Linked DNA regions of Mus musculus: region 2 is linked to region 1. Evidence: chromatin contacts called from public promoter capture Hi-C data. All regions are on one chromosome and are shown on one strand. The core of a region is the stretch at or near the end of the contact, and the rest is flanking DNA. Distances in the headings are between cores, read along the strand shown.

Region 1 (5,606 bases), core at 1,243-3,742:
ACATAGAACTCTCAGCTCCTCCTGTGCCATGCCTGCCTGGATACTGCCATGCTCCCACCTTGATGATAATGGACTGAACCTCTGAACCTGTAAGCCAGCCCCAATTAAATGTTGTTTTTTATAAGACTTGCCTTGGTCATGGTGTCTGTTCACAGCAGTAAAACCCTAACTAAGACAGGGAGGGAGGGAGGGATCCAAGGGACCCAACACCCCTTCTGGTTTCTTGGGGTACCCACACACATTTATCCACTCACTCACACACAAACACAAATGAGCTGACAAAAACGTTCACACACCATAAAAATAAAATCTTTTTTAAAAATAATGAAAGATGAAATTTCATCCAGCAGGATAAATAAATTTACACCATTGGGCTATTGATGGCTCATCAGGTAAGACTACTGCCATACCTGAAGGTGTGAATTTGATTCCCTGGGACCCACATGGTGGAAAAAAAGACCCAAACCCAAAAAGTTGTCTGTTGACCTTCACACATATGCCGAGGTACACATGTGCCCCTTACACATGTGTGTGTGTGTATAATTTTAAAAAAAATAACACCATGTAATGAAAATTGTAACACAAATGACAACCAGGAGGATCTTAAAGAGGAAGATAGGTTCCTACAATGAAACTGTAAAAATCATGAGCACAGTTCTCAAAAAAAAAAAAAAAAAAAAAGAAAGAAAGAAAGAAAGAAAAAGAAAAAGTCCAAGCTGAACATGCCTTTAATTCCACCGCTCAGGAGGCTCAAGCAAGTGGATCGCTATGATTCTGGGTCATCTCTATAGCAAATGCCAAGCTGGCCAGACCTCCATAGTGACACAAAAAAAGGGACGAACAAAAGCAAAAATTCAATTAAATCACATTTCATATATGTTGAGAGAAAATAACTTAGAAGCCTAGTATCCAGCTAACAATCAAAACTGAAGATGAAATAAAGACATTTTTCAACAAAACAATGTTTACTACTAGGAGACACCCAGCCTCACCTCCAACTGCAGGAAATATCTAAAGGAGTAACATGAATTTATTCAACATAAAAGAAAAGAGCCAAGTGTGTGGGGGGTGGGGGGGAGGGGAGATGGCCAGAAAACAAGCAGGAAATATACACAGGCACAATAGAGGTATGCTTCAGTGGAAGAGGCCTAGAAAATATATTTGTTCCCCAGCACTGCAAAAAGGAAAATAGGGGTACAGAAGGCAGTTCTACACTAAGATGGATTTTTCTGCCTTTGGTAATGGTTTCATTCTTGCACATGCTCATTTTGAATCTGAACACTTCTTGATAAGCTTGGTGTATAATAGGTAAAAATCAATGACCTCAGAACCTTCTGGCCATCTGTTCTTATCAATTACACACAAATATCAAAACAGCCCTTGCTCAGTTCTGTTTAGGCATCGGGGTAGGGCTGTGTCTGCAGCCCAACAATTCTACAGTTCTTAGTTCAAGGCATTCATCCCACTTCCAAATCTCACAAATAAAAATAAACTTCCAGGGCTGGAGAGATGGCTCAGCAGGTAAGAGCACTGACTGTTCTTCCAGAGTTCAATTCCCAACAACCACATAGTGGCTCACAACCATCTGTAATGGGATCTAATGACCTCTTCTGCTGTGTGCTCACATACATTAAATAAATAGATAGATGATAGATAGATAGATAGATAGATAGATAAAGAAATCTTCCAAAAGGAAATGTTTCTTAGTGAGCCATCAGGTAAAATCTCACTCTGACAGAGTAAGACTGGCTTTAGACTAAGATTCAGACCTTACAATTAGTCATCATGTGCTTGAACTTGGACCAACAAAAGAGTCCTTTGTGCTTCTTCCTCTAAAGGAGAAAAGTACCACACAGGAACAGAACACATATACCTATTCGTGTGCCTGAAAGCTTCCCTTGACCTGAATACGCACCATACACAGACACAGGTAAGATATCCACAGCGCAGAGTCTCCCTACTCCCTCCCTTACCGGCAAAGCTCCCTCCCCATAACAGACTTGAGAGAGTAGTAAGACTTGACAAACCCAGAACTTTGGAAACAAAAGACTAAGCCACACACAAAGAAAAGGAAAAAAAGATATAAATATGGATTAAATCAAGTTGGTAAATTATGTTTTCAGGAGGCAGTTTCATACTTCCACCCCCACCAAAAAAGGATAATATTATGCTGAAATTAAAACAAATACCATCGCTGGGCAGTGGTGGCACACGCCTTTAATCCCAGCACTTGGGAGGCAGAGGCAGGTGAATTTCTGAGTTCGAGGCCGGCCTGGTCTACAGAGTGAGTTCCAGGACAGCCAGGGCTACACAGACAAACCCTGTCTCGAAAAAAAGAAAAAAAAAAAAGAAAGAAAGAAAAAGAAAAAAGAAACAAGCCTGAGAACGTAATCTGTAGCTGAATCTAAGCTGCACCCAAATACCTTTCTGGTCCATGCCCTAGAGTTACTCCCTAGATACTTCCTAGCAATAGGCAATGAAGATTAGTCTGATTGTCTCAGCACCCACCTGTCAGCTTACAATAGTCATTCAGTTAGATGCTTGCCAGGCTATAAACCCCCTGCTTACTGGCCATTTCCGATAAAACCTTTTTCTTCGAGGACTCCAAGACTGGAGCAGTTTCACCTGCCTATCCTGCTCCATCAGGGTCAGAGGTGAGTAGGCCTGAGCTTGAATAAAAGAGACCCTTGTGCAATTGCATCAGAATCAGCTCCTTGATGGGTTGGGGGTCTTGAAAACAGACACAACATTTTGGAGTGTTGGCCAGGAAAGCCTCCACCCAAAGGGTCTCGATACTGGTAATTTCTGTTCACAGGTTTGTGTACCACTACAGAATTCTGTTTGTGTCTGCACAGCACTGTGGTAACTTTAGTTCCAGGTGGCATCCAGGTAGCTTTGGTTCCGGGTGTCTGCACAGCACTATGGTCTATGTCTGTCAGTGTGTAATTCTGTTCTGTTCCAGGTCTCTGCACAGCACTTCGAACTTTGGTTCCAGGAAGCAATGAGGTAACTTTGGTTTAGGGTGTCAGCGATGCAGTCTGTGTTGTTGTTTGTATGTAAACTGAGAGGTGCCATATCTGTCAGACTTGAGAATTGGTTTTGAATCTGTAATTGTGATCAGAGGTAGCTGAAGCTGATGCACTGGAACCAAACGGAGCTCGAAGACATTCCAGACCCCAATCAGTAGACTTTGCTGTCTCAATCTAGGATTGGATGCTGGACTCAGAGAGCCATGGGTGCTACCTTCTGGTTATTTCTCATTCCCTCTTGACAGAGAGCATTTTTCTTGTGTTTTGGTTGTTGTCCTCACTGTCAGGACTAATTGTCTACCCTTGAGTTTCTCATTACAGGGTGACTTTGACTCTGACAGATGCTAACATGGGACAATTACCTTCAACTCCACCTAAATTGTTTCTTAGCCACTTTAAGGATGTTAAAACTAGGGGACACAATCTCTGTCACCATTGGGAAAGATAAACTAACCATATTTTTCAAGCCAGGATGACCCACCTTTAACACTGGCTGGCCCCAGTAGGGGCGGGGGGGGGGGGGATACTTTGACCTGGGAATGGTCCAAGGGATCAAGAAAGTCATCTTTTTTAAGATTTATTTATTTATTTTATTTATATGAGTACATCACCATTGCTCCCTTCAGACACACCAGAAGAGGGCATCAGACCCCATTACAGATGGTTGTGAGCCACCATGTGGTTGCTGGGAATTGAACTCAGGGCCTCTGGAAGAGCCTGAGCCATCTCCCCAGCCCCAAGAAAGTCATTTTTAGACCCAAACCTGGCCACCCAGACCAAATACCTTATGGTGGTCTGGCAAGACCTCCTACAGGACTGGCCCTCTTGGCTTAAACTTTTTCTCCCTAGACAACAGGCAGACGTTTTTGCCTTGGCTAGCAAAAAGCCCAAGGATACAAAGGAAGAGACACTGGACCATCCCTCTACCTGGTCCTCCAAGGAAGAATATTATCTTTCTACCTCTACCTTCTTGTACCCCTCAGAGGGAACAGCAGCTGCTACAGGCAGCTCTGCGGCAGGCAGCCCTGCTGCAGGCAGGGAAGGTGGGACCTGATGCAGGAACACAAAGCCATCAGGAGCTTCCTGGAGCCTGAGTCTGTTATCTTGTCCTTGGACACTGCAGAATCAGTCAATGATGATCAAGGAAACCAACCTCATCCCTATAATTCCTTCATCACTAGTGACCTGTATAACTGGAAGACTCAGAACTCTCCTTTTCAGACAACTCTCAAGATTTAATTAATCGCTTAGAGACAGTCCTCTTCACCTACCAGCCCACTTGGGATAATTGCCAACAGCTTTTGCAGGTTCTCTTTACCACGGAAGAGGGACAGAATCCAAACAGAGGCCAGGAAACTGGTTCCTGACCCTGTGGAGGAATCCACCAATAACCAAGTAGCTATTGATAATGACTTTCCCTTAACCCACCCAGATTGGGATTTTTACACTGTTGAAAGTAAGGGGAGAGCCAGGCAGTGGTGGTGCATGCCTTTAATCCAGGCACTAGGGAGGCAGAGGCAGGTGGATTTCTGAATTTGAGGCCAGCCTGGTCTATAGAGTGAGTTCCAGGACAGTCAGGGCTACACAGAGAAATCCTGTCTCAAAAAAACAGAAAGAAAGAAAGAAAGAAAGAAAGAAAGAAAGAAAGAAAGAAAGAAAGAAAGAAAGGAAGGAAGGAAGGAAGGAAGGAAGGGAGGGAGGGCTCTGTTGACAGGACAGATGATGCATGATGGCCCACTAATCTGACCAAAGTATATGACATTAGTCAGGATGATAATGAGAGCCTCGAAGCTTCTTCGAGAGGGTCATGGAGGCATTCCAACGATACACCCCCATGGATCCTGAATCACCAGAAACAAAAGCAGTGGCAGCTCTTGCCTTTATTATTAACCAGGCAGCACCAGATAACAAGAGAAAGCTCCAAAAAGGTTAGGAGAAAAAGGTCTGAGAGACTTACTCAGAGAACGCGTCTAATGGAAGGGAGGGTACAGAGGAACAGATAAAAGCAGAAAAACAAATGGAGGAACGACAGGTGAAAGAGCAGAAGCAACAGACTCTCAACCTGGCAAAGATCCTGTTGGCAACCATAGCCACCAGAAGGCTGTAGGAGAAGCCTGAAACAGATGGCTTCCAGAGAAGGAGGTAAGAACCAATGGGCTTATTGTAAGGGCCACGGGGCCACTGGGCCAGGGAATGCCCCAAGAAAAAGAAGCCTATTCAAACCATGGTCTTAGAGGATGGAAACAGAGAGGAAGAGTAGGGGGATGGGGTTAAGACCCCCTCCCCAGCCCAGGGGAACCCACCAGCCTCTTTGTAGATAGTGGAGCTCAACGTTCTGTCTTGCTGAAGCCTGAAGGTGAAGTCTCTTCAAAGAAACCCTGGGTCCAAGGGCAATAGGAATTCAACAATACTCATGAACTACATGAAGAACAGTGGACTCGGGAGTGGGCAGGGTACTTGTTTACACAAATGCTTCTAACCTTCTTGGGGAGAGATATGTTGACAAAAATGAGGGCACAACTACATTTCTCCCCAGAGGGAGCCAAACTATTAGATTCATCGGGGAAGCCTACTCAT
Region 2 (5,606 bases), core at 1,300-3,799, 180 kb before region 1:
TTTAGTTCTCAGACTCCTGATAAAGCAAGCTGTGTTGTTAGCACACATCTGTAATCCCAGTGCGCTGTATGTGCCTGGCAGCACTCTCATGGATACATGTTTACGTGTATTTTGATCATATCCATCACTCCCACTCTGAATTTCCAGCATTCTGGTTTTGTTTTGTCTTTGTCTGAATTTATTAATATTTTATGTGTATTGTGGTTTGCCTGTATGTATTCACCACTACAAAGTGAGTTCCAGGACAGCCAGGGCTACACAGAGAAACCCTGCCTTGAAAAACAAAAAGTATATTCAGATGAACAACTTCAATTTAGAATCTACGTGCATAAATTTGTGTGTAGTATTTATCAATCAGTAACTTCCTTGTCCCTAAATCTGTCCAAACTTAGCCTTTGGGCTTAGATGTAGCTCAACTGTAGAGATCTTGCCTAGTATGCAAAGAACTTGGGTTCAGTTCCCATTACTGCAGATGGAGAAGTATGCTCAGCATTTAACTATCCAGTATTTATTTGTGAGCATCATGTGTGCCCAAGGTCAGGACAACTTGGAAACTGTTACTGCCTTCCTCCTCTTTGAGGCAGGGTCTCTAATTCCTGCTGCCATGCTGCCTTCTCCAGGCTAGATGGCAGGTCAGTTCCAGGGTGATGCTCTTGTCTCCATCCCCTAGTAAGAGTTCTGAGAAATTGGGGCTGGAAGATGGCCTAGTGGTGAAGAACACTGGCTGCTTCTCAAGAGGACCCAGGCTTGATTCTCAGCACCCATAAAGTGGCTCAGAACTGTTCCAGATTCTAGTTCTTGAGGGTCCGCCGCTCTCTGGCTTCCACAGGCACTAGGCCTCGAGCTCAGAAATCCGCTTGCCTCTGCCTACCAAGTGCTGGGATTAAAGGCGTGCGCCACCACTGCCCGGCCCTGAATATACTTTTCTATTCAAAGCCTGCTCTGTACTGGAGGTTCTTAAACCAGGAGTCACTGCTTTCTAAGGTAGCGATGATTCCTCAACTGGCTGCTTCACACAGGCCTCTTGGAGTATCCAATGAGAATTCAAGTCTACTTGTGTCTAATTGTTGAACCGAGGATCGAGCAAATTCCAGGTTTAAACCAAAGACTTCCGCAACATCATAGAATTGGAGGATAAAAGAACAGAGAGGGTCTGCTTTGTCTGAGTCTTCAATCCCTGATGTCAGGAGTTGATTAGTTTGCAAACCTCCCTCCACGCTGACTCAGAATGGCCAGGCTTCTGCCAGAGAATTCTTGACTTTCTTATGCCAAAGGTGTTTCAAAAAGAATGTGCTCCAGCTCGTGGTTTTAGCGGCATTAAGGATTATTGGTATGGGGAATACTTGCTGGTTTTTGAGACAGGGTTTCTCTGTGTAGCCCTGGCTATCCTGGAACTCACTCTGTAGACCAGGCTGGCCTCGAACTCAGAAATCCACCTGCCTCTGCCTCCCGAGTGCTGGGATTAAAGGCGTGTGCCACCATGCCCAACTGGAATACTTGCTCTTAGGACAAGTTAGGGAAAAAAAAGGAAGGCTGGGCTGTAGTTCACTGTTGCTTGCCTAGCAGGCAGGAAGCTAGGTTCAGAAGCCAATACTACATAAGCTGAGCATGGTGATGCCTGCCTGCCTGCATCTCAGCACGTGGGAAGTGGAGGCAGGAGAGGCAGGGGTGCAAGGTGATCCTTGACTAATTGGGACTAAAAGGGCAGCACATGCCGGGCGGTGGTGGCGCACACCTTTAATCCCCAGTACTTGGGAGGCAGAGGCAGGCAAATTCTGAGTTCGAGGCCAGCCTGGTCTACAAAGTGAGTTCAGGACAGCCAGGGCTACACAGAGAAACCCTGTCTCGAAAAACCAAAAAAAAAAAAAAAAAAGGCAGCACATAAACTGGAAGCCGAGCACATAATTATAATCCAAATATTTGGGAGGTGGAGGCAGAAGTCCGTGGTCATTCTAAAGTGTAAGTCTTCTGACCGAATAATCCTCACTGTGACCCTTTATCTGCTAATCCCTACCCTTCCCCCTAACCCTGATCAGCCCCTCACACCCGTCCGCAGTATTTAGGCACTGGGTAGAGTATCAGCCTGGAAACACGACAAGAACTGAGGAAATGCTTCACAGAGCCATGTGAAGTGGTCTGACTCAGCTCACTCCCATGAAGACGGCAGAGCTTAGCTGGACAAAACCCCTGAGTCTAAGGTGTCCAGTCCCTTACTGAGAGGAAAAGGAGCCTCTAGAATTCAAGGAATGTAGCTGAGCTGGGGGGGGGGGGGGGCAGGTACAGTTCTCATTCACAGGCCTCAGCCCCATATACCTTTAGAGCATAATGTTTTGCACTTTCAGATCCTGGCATCTCTAAACCTTCCCAACCCCCAGGACTCTGAGTTACACAATTTGAATAATTTAGGACCCAGCACCCTCAGGTGTCAGTTTCAGTTGTTCTGTTCCCATGGGCACCAGTATGCCAACCCTGCAATTAAGCTAAAAGAAGTCAGTGGAAGAGGGGTGCTCTCCAGTGCCTCAAACCCTGATACGAGTTCCTGGCCCTATTCTGCTGAGAGCAGCAGGCTTGCTCAGAGCCCAGGTACAGGGAATGGATTGAAGGGGGGTTTGAGGTGCTGTAAGAGGAGAAGAAAGGGGGAGAGAGGAAAGAAAACAGAAACCAAGACCATTACAGAGGAAGAAAGCAAATTGAGACAGAGAGGTAAAAGACGGCACTAGTCATATGGAAAGGGACGGAAGATGGAGCCAGAGAGGCTGTGAAGAGCAAAGGAGAAACTGCAGGTACAAGGACCAGGTATAGTACTGCAGGCAGGTGCAAACAGGAGACCAGAAGGAAAGCCGCAATCTCTGGTTTCCAGGTACTGTCCACCTCATCCGTGCCAGCAGGGCCTGTTGCTTTACATCTCCTCAAGACCTGCCCACCCTCTGGCTGTGGTAGCGACATGGGGACCAGGAGCCACCACCTGGGTCCTGGGTTTCTGCTCCTGCTCTTTCTCCCTGCAGGTAATGAACCAGGTCTATCTGACACCGCCATTATTCCTGTCCACCACAAGCCTCCAGTCCCTACCCTTCTCTTCAGTGCCTGCTGAGAGCAAGCTATCTGGGGAATGTGGAGGAGAGGGTGCTGAAGATGGGAGTGGGGGAGAAGTAACTGTAAAAAGTCAGGTGTGCAAACCCCTTTAGCTCCTTGGGTACTTTCTCTTGCTCCTCCATTGGGGACCCTGTGTTCCATCCAATAGCTGACTGTGAGCATCCACTTCTGTTTGCCAAGCACCGGCATAGCCTCACAAGAGACAGCTATATCAGGGGCCGTTCAGCAAAATCTTGCTGGCGTATGCAATGGCATCAGCTTTTGGAGGCTGATTATGGGATGGATCCCCGGGAATGGCAGTCTCTAGATGGTCCATCCTTTCGTCTCAGCTCCAAACTTTGTCTCCATAACTCCTTCCATGGGTGTTTTGTTCCCAATTCTAAGAAGGGGCAAAGTGTCCACTCTTTTTTGGTCTTCGTTCTTCTTGAATTTCATGTGTTTTGCAAATTGTATCTTGTATCTTGGGTATTCTAAGCTTCTGGGCTAATACCAACAATATGAACTAACCAGTACCCCCGGAGCTCGTATCTCTAGCTGCATATGTAGCAGAAGATGGCCTAGTCGGCCATCATTGGGAAGAGAGGCCCCTTGGTCTTGCAAACTTTATATGCCTCAGTACAGGGGAACGCCAGGGCCAAGAAGTGGGAGGGGTGGGGGGGGGAGGGTATGGGGGACTTTTGGGATAGCATTTGAAATGTAAATGAAGAAAATCCCTAATTTAAAAAAAAGGTCAGGTGTGGCCTCAAACACCTATAACCACAGTGCTGTAGGAACCTGAGCCAGGAGGATTGCTGGGATTGCTGGCCAACCAGACTAGCTGAAAAAAACGGCAAGTTGCAAGTTCAGTGCGAGACCCTGTCTCAAGAGAACAGGGTAGAAAGTGATAAAGCCAGAAACCCAGTCCTCTCCTCTGGCTTCTGAAGACATATGAGTAAATGGCACAGAGCATCAAAAATGTGTGAGACCACGGAACAGGTGACAAGGCTCTAGCTGGGGGGTGATAGATGTGAACAGAGACCGCTGGATGACAGTCAAATTCTCATTCACCCTCTAGAGTGCCTGGGAGCTGAGGGTAGACTGGCTCACAAGCTGTTTCGTGACCTGTTTGCCAACTATACAAGTGCCTTGAGACCAGTGGCAGACACAGACCAGACTCTAAATGTGACCCTGGAGGTGACGTTGTCTCAGATCATTGATATGGTATGATATGGTAGTGGTGGGATGTGTGAATCGAGGGAAGAAGGGCCATCTCCTAATGATCTTTTTCCTATGTGTTAATATTAATAATGACATGCCGGGCGTGGTGGCGCACGCCTTTAATCCCAGCACTCGGGAGGCAGAGGCAGGCGGATTTCTGAGTTCAAGGCCAGCCTGGTCTACAAAGTGAGTTCCAGGACAGCCAGGGCTGTACAGAGAAACCCTGTCTCGAAAAAACCAAGTAATATATATATGTGTATATATATATATATATACATATATATATATATATATATATATTAATAATGACAGTGGTCATTAACTCCTGCATACCGGTTGATGGCCCAAGATTTTACACTCTGGTATTTACTGAGTGCTCTCCCCCCGCCCCACCTTCCCCAAGCAGGAATTATTGGTGGGATTAATTGGAGATTAAAAACCCCACCAAGGGCACACAAGTTCAAGTCTGGATGGGAACTGGGCTGTTTGAGCAAGCCGGGTTTGTGTGTACTAACGGGAGAGCTCTCTAAGGGAGTATGCATGAAAAGGGCAATGAGTGCAGAGAAACATGTCCATTGTCTGCCCCTGCCAGGATGAACGGAACCAAGTGCTGACCTTGTACCTGTGGATCCGGCAGGAGTGGACAGACGCCTACCTACATTGGGACCCCAAAGCCTACGGTGACTTGGATGCAATTCGAATTCCCAGCAGTCTAGTGTGGCGACCAGACATCGTACTTTACAACAAGTACTTCCTGTCTGCCCCCGTTTTCCTTAGAGTTGCCCATTTGCCCTTGACATGCACCGAGTCCTCTCCCAACACCTAACAGAGTTGCTTAGTCATCTAAGAAACTTGTCCCTTAGGGGCCCCTCGGAGGAGCTCTTCACCACTCCATGTCACTTTCAGGCCTTCTCAAGCTTGATGTCTGCAGGGAACCTGCTCTGTGATCCAAGCCTGTCCATGTGCTCCTCTGTGGCAGCTCCACCCTCCCACGCTCTGGGGCCACTTGAGATCTCAACAGCCAACAGCCTAGTCCTTGGGGGTACTCCTTTATACCACCTTTAGGTGCTTTGCATCTCCCAGCCAACACACAGCATCGTGTATCTTTCTGGGTTCATCTAATGAGTTCTACAAGATGACTCCCTAGGTCTGTGAGGCTCCAGGTTTGTAGAAGTCTTAAACTCTGCTCCCGGTCCCAGATCCTTCTAAGCCTTCAAACTCTGCCTTCTCTAGACCTTCAAAAACTAATGAGGTTCACGCCACTGTGCTGCCCTGACCACTAAATCCCGACTAGTGACAATAAATCCACCCTGTTC

The links. Promoter capture Hi-C pulls out the DNA fragments that hold promoters and counts their contacts.
Region 2: a promoter capture Hi-C map of embryonic stem cells shows a contact between it and region 1, with 4 times the contacts expected there. The contact joins the promoter of Chrna10 here to the enhancer-like site in region 1. A contact is called at or near these places in 18 of 39 promoter capture datasets (the 3T3-L1 cell line, the C10 cell line, the SN4741 cell line and 12 more), 4 of 115 datasets of contacts at active chromatin or transcription factors (the SCID.adh cell line, bone marrow-derived macrophages and embryonic stem cells) and 4 of 9 other capture datasets (adipose tissue, embryonic stem cells, liver and 1 more).

The regions. Positions count from the first base shown.
Region 1 is chr7:101,937,302-101,942,907 of GRCm38.p6, reverse strand. It overlaps a transcript of Numa1 not described here. Among named protein-coding and RNA genes, the nearest start is that of Lrrc51, 19 kb to the right of the region's middle. Within about 2 kb of position 2,492, at least 10 of the 459 cell types and tissues checked have an H3K27ac peak or open chromatin away from gene starts, as enhancers often do. A contact at or near this core is called in embryonic stem cells, where this site is marked.
Region 2 is chr7:102,113,656-102,119,261 of GRCm38.p6, reverse strand. Chrna10 (cholinergic receptor, nicotinic, alpha polypeptide 10) reads left to right here and starts at 2,549. Exons shown (of 5, transcript NM_001081424.1): 1 at 2,549-3,005; 2 at 4,148-4,293; 3 at 4,883-5,037. The coding sequence starts at 2,945. It also overlaps a transcript of Art1 not described here.